Linked DNA regions of Mus musculus: regions 2 and 3 are each linked to region 1. A link is a contact called in public Hi-C and HiChIP or PLAC-seq data. All regions are on one chromosome and are shown on one strand. The core of a region is the stretch at or near the end of the contact, and the rest is flanking DNA. Distances in the headings are between cores, read along the strand shown.

Evidence for each region. A called contact is a pair of places that touch in the nucleus more often than the background predicts. HiChIP or PLAC-seq counts read pairs in DNA pulled down with a chosen protein or histone mark.
Region 2: a contact with region 1 is called in an H3K4me3 HiChIP or PLAC-seq map of the SCID.adh cell line, with 11 read pairs. The contact joins the promoter of Foxn2 here to the enhancer-like site in region 1. A contact is called at or near these places in 9 of 39 promoter capture datasets (the C10 cell line, the HPC-7 cell line, cranial neural crest and 6 more), 4 of 484 Hi-C or Micro-C datasets (CD4 T cells, bone marrow-derived macrophages, pre-B cells and 1 more), 15 of 115 datasets of contacts at active chromatin or transcription factors (DN3 thymocytes, the SCID.adh cell line, bone marrow-derived macrophages and 11 more) and 1 of 9 other capture datasets (liver).
Region 3: a Hi-C map of muscle stem cells shows a contact between it and region 1, with 2.4 times the contacts expected there. The contact joins two enhancer-like sites. A contact is called at or near these places in 7 of 484 Hi-C or Micro-C datasets (3T3-L1-derived adipocytes, bone marrow-derived macrophages, embryonic fibroblasts and 4 more), 6 of 115 datasets of contacts at active chromatin or transcription factors (bone marrow-derived macrophages, double positive thymocytes, embryonic basal ganglia and 3 more) and 1 of 9 other capture datasets (embryonic stem cells).

The regions. Positions count from the first base shown.
Region 1 is chr17:88,041,227-88,044,652 of GRCm38.p6, reverse strand. All of the region lies in intron 1 of Fbxo11 (F-box protein 11), which reads left to right. Among named protein-coding and RNA genes, the nearest start is that of Fbxo11, 23 kb to the left of the region's middle. Within about 2 kb of position 1,707, at least 148 of the 459 cell types and tissues checked have an H3K27ac peak or open chromatin away from gene starts, as enhancers often do. A contact at or near this core is called in DN3 thymocytes, the HPC-7 cell line, the SCID.adh cell line and 7 more, where this site is marked.
Region 2 is chr17:88,439,043-88,442,607 of GRCm38.p6, reverse strand. Foxn2 (forkhead box N2) reads right to left here and starts at 1,904. Exons shown (of 6, transcript NM_180974.5): 1 at 1,724-1,904.
Region 3 is chr17:88,503,843-88,507,168 of GRCm38.p6, reverse strand. No RefSeq gene overlaps it. Among named protein-coding and RNA genes, the nearest start is that of Ppp1r21, 25 kb to the left of the region's middle. Within about 2 kb of position 1,553, at least 47 of the 459 cell types and tissues checked have an H3K27ac peak or open chromatin away from gene starts, as enhancers often do. A contact at or near this core is called in muscle stem cells, where this site is marked.

The sequences.
Region 1 (3,426 bases), core at 458-2,957:
CTCTGCTTCCCAAATCCTGGGGTGATAGATAGGCCACCACTTCTGTCAAGTAACGTTTTGTTTTGTTTTGTTTTCCAAGGTAGTGTTTTTCTGTGTAGCCCCCACTGTCCTGGAACTTACTCTGTATAGACCAGGGTGGCCTCGAACTCACAGAAATCCTTCTGCCTCTACATCCTGAGTGCTGAGATTAAAAGGTGTGTGCCACCACACTTGGCTTCCTATGCCACCTTAGTAGCTACCCATATCACAGCCTCAGGTACTCACTACCACCATCATAGGAAAGGCCAAATTATGGAGCCATAATGAGTGTTGAATTATTAGTAAATATTTTACAGTATTTTATTTATTTATATTTTATATAATAATACTGGTTTGTTTACTGTCTTACATGATCCTAAATGCTAAAAATCCAGAATGCTCTGAACTCCAGCTTATTGATATAGCATATGTTGGTACTCATAATTTTCAGACTTCTGGACATCTTGAATTGTGGGGTTTGGTTTAGCAATGTTGAGTAGGTAATCCAGGCAGACAGATGTCAGAAGTACCTGGTGATTGTAGTGGGGCAGGCTTGTAATCCCAGACCGTGGTACGTGAAGGCAGGAGAAGCTGGCATTGAGAACCATCCTAAAGGCCAGCCTCTACCTCTAGTGAATTTGATGCCAGCTATATTGAGACCATTGTCTCAAAAGAATTGAGATGGGAGGAGCCATACTCCTATCCCCAGCATTCCAGACAAAGGTTTCCAAGCAGTAATGCTGTTTGACCGTTAAATTAGCTAAATATTTAACTGGAGCATATTTGTCTTATTTAAAAGTGTATGATATCAATCCATGGACTTGTAATACACAATAGAAACTGTAATTTATTTTAAGCATGACAAGATATTTTGGAAGCATTTATTATGTTCCAGTTATTTAACTTGACACATGGGAAACAATGTTGACTATTTCTAATAATAGTGACAAATACAATTTAGAGCATAATAATAATCATTATTTATTGGTCACTGTCCTAGGAAAACACTAAATGCCCTTTAGTCTTAATGCCCTTAGTAATAGACCTCATTAAACAGATACTTTATATAGTTTACATACAACAGAACAGAAGTTTAGGAAATGTTAGTAGATTAGAAACCATTTCTTTTTGATTAAACAGCCTGGATGAAGTTTTAATTAACTATATTATACTATACTGGTAATGATTGTCTCTCATATAAAAGGTTTTACAATGTTTCTAAGAAGCACAGCATTTTTTGTTACATAAGGTCAATCACCAATTGTGCTGCAGTTACCTGTCTTTTTCTGAAAGAGAAAATAATAAGTAATAAGTTACAGTCTTACTTTTTTTTTAATTCAGGATGTTTAAAAGTTAAAAATAGCAATTTAAAAAACTTAAGAAGACTATATTTCTTTTCATTTGGTGAAAGTAAATATCTAAAACATAGAACTATGTAAAAATTGTGTGTATTAGACATTATATTGTAATGTGTACTTTTATATTGTTATTTATCCACTAGAAATATACAAACGTACATTTCTTTGAAAATGGTTCTTAATGGATGCATAATACTTCACGTGTATATTGACGTCTACTTAATCACTACTAGACTGTGAGTCACCATTACTTCTCATGTGTTTTAAAGTTGTGTCATAGAGAAAAACCAAAAGAACGGTGCTGTGAATTTCAGTATTGAGAGTCTCTGTCTCTCCAAAACCAGCATTGACAAACGGAACACTCACAGGCAGTTAGCCGTCTTTTGGTACAAATAGCAGCTGCCTTTGCCTGGGTCTTTTTTTTTTTTTTTTCCTCTAGAAACTATAAAAAAGAAAGAAGAATAAGGGGGGGGGGAAACCATTAACCTTCATTTTCACTGAAATGAAAGACTATGATTAGTTACAGCTATCAGAAGCATCTGAGACGCGCAGACAGTGTGTGCTTCCTGGAGGGAGGGAGTGGGGAGGGGCTCATGGTGAAGTCATCTGTAGTGAGAGTCCATGGCAGAATATCTAGTCTGATCTAAGAAGGAAGAGAAAGTAGAGCAGTGCAGCAGCATACAGTCACGTGCTCAGAAACAGCTGGTCTCTGGCATTGGGAGGTCTCAGCCCTCTGACACCTGCCCTGCCCAATCACTTGGAACCAGTGTATTCTGTTTTGTGTGTGTTTGTTTTTTAAAAAGCAGTCATGGTAGCAAAAACTTAAACCAAAGCACAAAAGGACGCATTAGAAAGGGGGGGGGGGGGGCGTGATATGCATGAGATTGAAGGTCTCGCTTTACAGCCCAGGCTAGCCTAGAATTTGTGGTGGTCCTCATGCCTTGACCCCTCAATTAGATGTGTAAGCTGCCTACCATGTGTGGTTTCTCCTCCACTACCCCCTCCCCCCACCCTATTTGAGTTTTGAGACAGTCTCTCTCACTGTGTACCTTAGATGTCTTAGAACTCACTTAATATAAACCAGAATATCCTCAAACTTGCAGTGGTCCTCTATCTCTGTCTAACAAGAGCTAGGCTTAGAGGTATACACAGCTGTACCGGGAGTTGGAAAAATCTGTAAAAGTTTCTGTAAAAGATGATCCAAAATTAGGAGTATAGGAACTCAGGAAAAATATGGTAAACTAACAGGAGATGGAATATGAATTGTGAAAATTCAGAAAAGAACTCAAAAAGGCAAAAAAAAAAATCTAGAAGTTCACGTGAAACTAGAAGGAAGACAGATGTGAGAATAGGGAAGAACTGAGAAGCCAGGCTTGGTGACACTTACCTGTAATTCTAGGATCTGGGAGGTGGAAGCCAGGAGGATTTTGAGTTCAGCACCATTCTTAGTTTCACAGTGAGTTTAAGTTCAGACCAGCTTGAGGTCTAAGAGACCGTGTCTCAGAGGAGAGAGAAAGAGTTAATAGAAGGAAGAAGAGATGGATGATGGGCCTTGCCTATAACCTCAGTGCATCTGTTTTCTCTATTAGGTTATAAAGAAGGAAGGTTGTAAGTTTGAGGCCAGTCTGGACTGTTAAGTGAATTCCAGGACAGCACTGGCTGTGAGACAGAACAGTATAGAGAAAAGATGTTGCAGTGGTAAGAGATGATCAGAAGCTCCGCCTGGAGCCGTGCTCCCGCAATCCCAGCCGTGCTCCCTGCAATCCCAGCCGTGCTCCCGCAATCCCAGCCGTGCTCCCTGCAATCCCAGCCGTGCTCCCTGCAATCCCAGCCGTGCTCCCTGCAATCCCAGCCGTGCTCCCTGCAATCCCAGCCGTGCTCCCGCGATCCCAGCACGTGAGATCTCCATAGGATCTGAGGCCAGCTTGGGCTGCATGCAACCTGTCTCAAAAAGCAAAGCAAAACAGAAAATAAAAGTGATAGAAACTGCAGTAGATCAAGTACTTACAATTAGAATCTGTAGATAAAAGCAAGACAGTACAGCAAAATG
Region 2 (3,565 bases), core at 655-3,154, 400 kb before region 1:
GACATTCTAAATCTTCACTCTCCAGTAGTTTATTTTTTTAACTTTAATCATTTTCTCTTTCACTTTTATATACTATAATTTCCACCTATGAATTCTGCTCAAATCTGACTACATACAAAACTAGTATTTATCCTTAAAAAGATAATTTCATTGCTAATCTGTGTAAAAAGAAACAAATGAGTTTTTTTCATAAGCCCGAAATAATGCCAGAATGTTATCATTTCAGATTCATTAGAATCGCTCGTTATTGGCTTTGAAATTAAAACGATTTTTCTAAAGAGTCGGGGAACTCTTTTTATAAAGACATTGCCCTGTCGCTCTTTGAAGATACCTAACACTGCTGAAATTTTAAGATGAATCATCAAAGTTGCAGCGAATGGCAAAAATGGCAATAGACACCTTACCAGAATTGCAAAGGAAAGCCATTCTACGATTCAGGTGAAACAACTAGATGTGATCGGTTCGGCTTTTTCCACTTCCTCTTATTAGAGCGCAGAAGCCAAGACTATACCATTACAAAGCCCCTGCTGCGAGAGAAGCCTCAAGCTCTCTGGCCGCTAGAGCACTCTATTGCACTCAGCCGGCCACGTGGCTGTCACAATCAGAAGACAGGAGAAAAGAGCACCAACTAACCTGGAAATAATTAACCGCTCACAGCGGAGTTGCAAGTAGGGGAAAAAAAAAAAAAGTCTGTCATTTCTCTGCACTTATGACTCCTCCCACCGCCACCCAAAAGGTGGAAAAAGGAAAGCTTTAAAGCAGAAACCAAGTGCAAGAAGATCTCGAGAGCGCGGCTTCCCAATGAAATTGCTACCCCCAACTCGCGTGAGGTGCGGCGGTGGGAACCCAGGCATTTTGCCGGAGGGCAGCCGGGGGCGGAGTTTGCAGTGCAAGACCGAGCACCGAGCACGTGGACTCCCTGCCCCTAACCTCCCCGGCTCGGCTTCGGGCTGCCGGGCACTGCACGCCGGCCGGCACCCAAGCTCAAGGCCGCGGACCACCGCGCACCCTCCCGGCCCGAGCGCCGGGCCGGAGGGCAGAAGTAACCTCGGCCCCGAAGGAGATGGCGAACAGGAAGTGCACATGTTGCAACGCCGAAACAGTCCAAGTCCCACCCCCACCCCACCCCACCCCACCCCCGGCCCGGGCCAGCCAGGCTTGGGGGCGCCTCCGGCCGCGAGAACCGGGCTGGGGTCGCCACCCCACATCGGGGCCCCGCGCCCGAAGTTTACGCGAGTCCTCCTGGGCACTACTTCTCCGGGCCCAGCCATCCCGCCCGGGCCGGGCCGGGCCCCGGACTGGGACTCCACGCCGCGCGCGTCCCGCTCGGATGGGAGCCGGAGCGGCGACGTGGCTGGCGCGGGCTCCCCGGGACTCTTAGAGCAGCAACTCCCGGGGTCGCAGGTTTCCGCCTGGGCGTCCTCTGCCCTCTGTGGCTCCGACTGCGCGACGCCCCCTCCGGTACGGTCATTACCTCGGGAGAAAACTCCTAACTCCTCACTCCCGGGGACCCGTGCTCGCCTCGGTTCCACACCCCCGGGGCAGCCCACGCTCTGCCGGAGCCGCGCGCCGGGTACACCCCCGCGCAGGGGCGCCAATTCTTCCCGGGACACAAAAATGTCCCGGCGCGTCACGGGACAGCCGCCTCCGCGCCCCCACGCCCAGCGCCGGCCGCACACGCTGCCTCCGCGCCGCGCCGCGCCGCGCGACCCCGGGGACTCACCGTCACTCAGCCGCCGCGAACCAGAGGCGAGGGCCGGGCCGGGCCAGACACAATATGGCAGAGCACCGCAGCTGCTCCCGTGGCTCCCAGCAGCCGCCTCCGGGACACCCAGGCGCGAGCAGGCAGTGGCAGCTGCGGTGGCGGCCGCCGCAGCACCACATCCCCCCCCCCCCCACCCCTCCCGCCTGCTCGCTTCCTCCCCTCCTCCCCGCCCCGCTGCCATGACAACGCGGCGCCAAGGCGCTTGGCCCCGCCCCTCCTTCCGTCCCGCCTCCCGCAGCCCGCCCTTGCCTCGTCCCGCCTCCTACCAGGGCGGCGGCCGCCCCTCCGAGCTGTCGTCCTGCAGGCGGGTGGGGGGGAAGGTGGCGTCCGGAAGGGTGGAGCGGGCTCGGAAGGCAAAGCGAGGGGACGCTGAGGTTTACGGAGCTGGGCGTGCAGGCGGGAAAATGAAAAGCCCTCGCCTGTCGCCCGGAAGGACCTATGGGAGGGCGACCGAGGCGCGGCGCGGCTGCTGAGTGGACGAGCTGGCGCGGGACGCGCGAGTGTCCGCCCGCGACGCGTGTGCTGGGGCTGCCGCGACGGCCCGAACAGCCCCTTGGCTTTGAAAGTGTGGGGACCGGGAAGCTTTCTTGAGAACAACGCTACCTTCTTCTGACTGAAGTGCCGTGGAAACTCTATGCAGAGCAGATTTTAGAGGGGAAATGGGGCTTTGGAATCAGATCCAAATTTTACTAAAGATTTTCTGAGACTCTGTCTCCCAAATTAAAAACCAGTAATAAAAGGCAACACAGCAACAACAAAAATGTACAGAGCTCTCACTAATTGCTGTGTACAGTAATAAGGACTTAATATGCATTGTACACGTATTGCCTACACTGTATTGCGGGTACAGTGCTGCTAGATAAAACGGGAGTGGCCAGTTAATTCTGAATTGCAGACAAATGTAGAATAATTTTTAATGTTAAGGACATTCCCTTCGGGGTATACTTTCTGGTTGCTTCATGTTTTAGTGAATCTGCCAACTCTACAATTTCAGGAATTCCCTTTACATAGAAGGAAACTGAAGCCTAGAAGTAGCCTATCAAACTGCCCTTGGCAGTGAAGGTTTATGTATCAGTACTGGGTAGGGTGAGGCTGGAGGAGTGCCAAGATTTAGAGGTCACCCTGGCCTTCATAAGAAGTTTCTGTCTCAGCTGCGCGGTGGTGGCGCGCGCCTTTCATCCCAGCACTCGGGAGGCAGAGGCAGGCGGATTTCTGAGTTCGAGGCCAGCCTGGTCTACAGAGTGAGTTCCAGGACAGCCAGGGCTACACAGAGAAACCCTGCCTCAGAAAAAAAAAAAAAAAAAAAAAAAAAAAGAAGTCTGTCTCAAAAGGAAAGCAGGGTATAGTGCCTCATTCCTGTAATCCTGGAACTTGGAAGGAGGACATAGGAGACTCAAATGTTTAAGGCCATCTACATAGGGAGAGAGAGAGAGAGAGGACTATTCCATTGAATTTCTAAAAGAAAACTATAGTTTGAGTTTACTGTTATCATTATGAACCTGGAAATTAAACCTTTCAATTTCTATACCCAGTTCTTTAAAAACCATGCTACTGATACCTGTTTCACACAGATATAAATGGATTAAGAGAAAGGGTCTCTAAAACGGAGACATTGCCCGTCTGCTTGCTCAACAAAGCTTCATTTGGTTCCTGATGAGGGGATGTTGACTATTCAATGTCTTTGCATATAAAATGACTGAAGCAGGCTATCTGCTCGCAGTAAAGTAGATGAGCTGTGAATATGGCAGAGATGCAGAGGAATTGTAGGCACCCCGATGTACAAGAACAAAGCCAGAAATA
Region 3 (3,326 bases), core at 304-2,803, 460 kb before region 1:
TGCAATATCTAATTGTCTAAATGACCCTTGTAGCCAGAGGCTCCACCAAGTTCTTAATCCAGGACCAGACGTGGTTAATAGCCCAAATGGCCTCTATGCTATCTGTATGACTGAGTCCAGGCCAAAGCATATCTCAAGAAATCACCTTCTTGGAAGAAATGGTATGTGCCCTGAGTCGCGTTTTCATGTAATTATGTCTATTTGGGTGCACCAGGGATTGTATTATACCAGGAAACTTTTCCCCACCAAATTATACTGGGCTTAAATATGTTGGGAATAAACCACCCGATAGCAGACTTGGCTAACAAAGCTGAACGGAATTTCATTCTCTTCTCTTCTCCCTTTGCTTCTCTGCCTGACCCCTGCAGAGACACACACCCCCGCCGCCGCCGCCGCCCCCCCCCCCATCTGACTGCCACACACGTGCTATAGAATGCACGGGACACATACACAGGAATGTGGGGAGGTAAATAAATTTTAATTTAAAACTTTAAAAAATTAATAAGCAAGATGGTGGTGTACACACCTTTAACCCCAGCACTCAGGAGGCAGAGGCAGGTAGATCTCTGAGGCCAGCCTGGTCTACAGATCAAGTTCCAGGAGAGCGAGGGCTACATAGAGAAACCTTGTCTCCAAAAATCAAACCAAACCAAAAAAATACAACAAAAACAAGAAATGTCAAAACAAAACAAGAAACAAGTTGAAGCTAGAAGTGACTGAAGCTGAAGGCTCACAGAGGAGCTGCTGGGCTCGGGGTAGCACAGTTTTTGCCTACTAAGCAGAAGACCCCGGGTTTGTTCTCAACACCAGAGCAAAATAAGAAAGAAAAAAAAAAAAATGAGCTATGGCTCCGCAGGACGCATGTGCGCCTGCCTCCTGCGCATGTTTGTAGCAGGCACACTGAGCACGCAGGGGAGCGGCCATCGCGGCCCTTCACTTCCTTTCTGCTCTTGAACACAGTTCATACCGAAGGGTTTTCCAGGAATAAAGGTTTCAAAAAGAAGCTGGAACTGTGCCTCTGTCAGTCACAGGGCTGGACATCGGGCGCACATCCTTGGCCTCGGAAAGGGACATCTCTGCTGCCGCTGCTGCTATATTTCTGTTGCCCCAGCAATGGTCAGCTCCACTGTCAGGACAAAGCGCAGGGGGCTTTCTGGCCACGTGTCCCAACCTGAGCAGAAAGTAGTAGTGATTTACTGAAGAAGAGGAAGGCTCATGGAGCCTGTTTGTTTGTTTGACTCTCCTCTTCTAGGTTCAGAAACCGTCTGTAGATACAGACCCTGGCATGTGTGTCACTGTGTAGACATGCAAGCACCATTTGTGGATCTCATGGAAGAGTATGGCAAGATTTTAACATGTTTGGGGATTTTTAACGAAGCAGACACCAAGAGGTTAACTGGTGTGCACGAGGCAGGGAAGCCTCTTCAGCCCAGAGTCTGCCCCTGTGGCTTCTGGCCATTGTTTGCCCAGCCATCACCCGGTTGGTTCTGGTGCTGAGGTTCCTGAAGGGAACACGACCCTGGGCTTACAGCACTTGCTGGCCCCATGCTGTGCTGGGAGACACTGCCCCTTTGTGCTGCCCTCCTTGGCACAAGAGGATATCAGGTGGTCTCCCTTCTTCCTGCTCTACTTCGCCAAATCCATCTGAACACATTTCCTGTGCACGGAGCCAGCTCACCAATTATCTGCTCCAATTAAGGACCTCGAGCATGCCTTTAACTCAGCAGTTGCAGCGGGCTGACCGTGGCAAAAGGCAAGGCTGATAATTCTGGCTTGCAGGTCTTCCAATGGCCCTGGGCATGCTGCTCTCCCTGCCTTCTCTGTAGCAAGCAGGGCTTCGAGCATCATAAAGGCCTACGCTTCCCCTACCTAACCCCAGCGCAACTGTGACCCTGAACTGACAAGCACCTACCCGTGTGCTCCCTCTCTCACTGTTCTTCTCTGGAGAGATCAAAAGACAAATGGGGGTGGGGGGAGGCCATTTCTAATCCAGCAAATGCCTCTCGTGTATGCTACCCTGTGAGATAGGATGAAAGATTTGGGCATTTGTCCTAAATGGATAACTCCAAAGAGATTAATATAAGTGTGCTATATGGGAACCAGTTAACACTGCCAATGTAGACATTACTTTGTGGGTGGGGAATAAATCCTAATTAAGATTCAAAAAGCAAAATCCAAGAGTTCTTTGGTTTATATGAAAGTCAAATTCCCAGAAAATTACATGTCTGTTACCACACAAAAAAGTATTGTGCTTATGCATATATAAAATGTTTATAGGGTATATTCATAAATATATGTCACATATGTATATGTTAGAGTCAAAGCACAGTTAATTATAAACATTTTGCTGTCACTGTTGTGTTTAAACTTACATGAACGTAAACAGGATATCCTATATTTACTGAATGTAAGATACTACTTTTATTCATTGTGACAAAAAAAATATATATAACCTTCCTCCCTCCCAAAAATGTCCAAAATGCCCTTAATGTTGTCCTTCAGGGAGCGGTTGCTTAGACAAGGTAAGGGTTTGCTTTCCTCACGAGAAAATCAACCTAAGGACGGAGATTCTTGGGCTGGCTTAACCAAGCTTCTCGCTGCTTCTCTTTCAACATTCCTAGACTCAAATTCCACCTCCAAGTTCATAACTAGAGAATGGTTGCTAAGGCCCAGCCACTGTGTTCATAATATAACTTGGAAGAAGGAAAGAGAGGGAAGAGAAAGAGGAGGGCGTGGGGAGGAAGGGAAGCGGAGGCTTGGAATTCTCACCTCAGAACTCTCTCTCTAGCCCATTGGCGGTCCCCGTGCTCAACGCCATGCTGGAAGTGTGGTATCCACTTGGGCATTGCTGCCTTTCATCTACTGGGTCTGTAGCAAGAAGGAGCGAGGGGACACTGGGTGGGCAGCTGGTCCCCTCTGTGGGAGTGCTTTTCCCACTGGCAGTGCCTGGGAACAACTGAAAATGCTGCCAGGGGCTGGAGAGGTGGCCCAGCCATGAATTGTGGGGAGCGGGTGTGGCGGCAGTCCCAAAGGCGCCAGGGACTGCAGCTAAGTCATATGACTTGCGCGCACTCAACTGGCCAGGAAGAACGACGCTGCTACAGGATCCTTCTGCACACGTTTATTCAGTCCTGTTTCTTCTTTCTCTATATTTCCCTTGTTTATATCTCCCTTGTTTATATCTCTCCCTTGTTTATATCTCCCTTGTTTATATCTCCCTTGTTTTTATATCTCCCTTGCTTATATCTCCCTTGTTTATATCTCCCAATAATAACAATCCTCTCTCGAATAATAATCCTCCCTCTAACCCGGGCCTCTCACTCTTA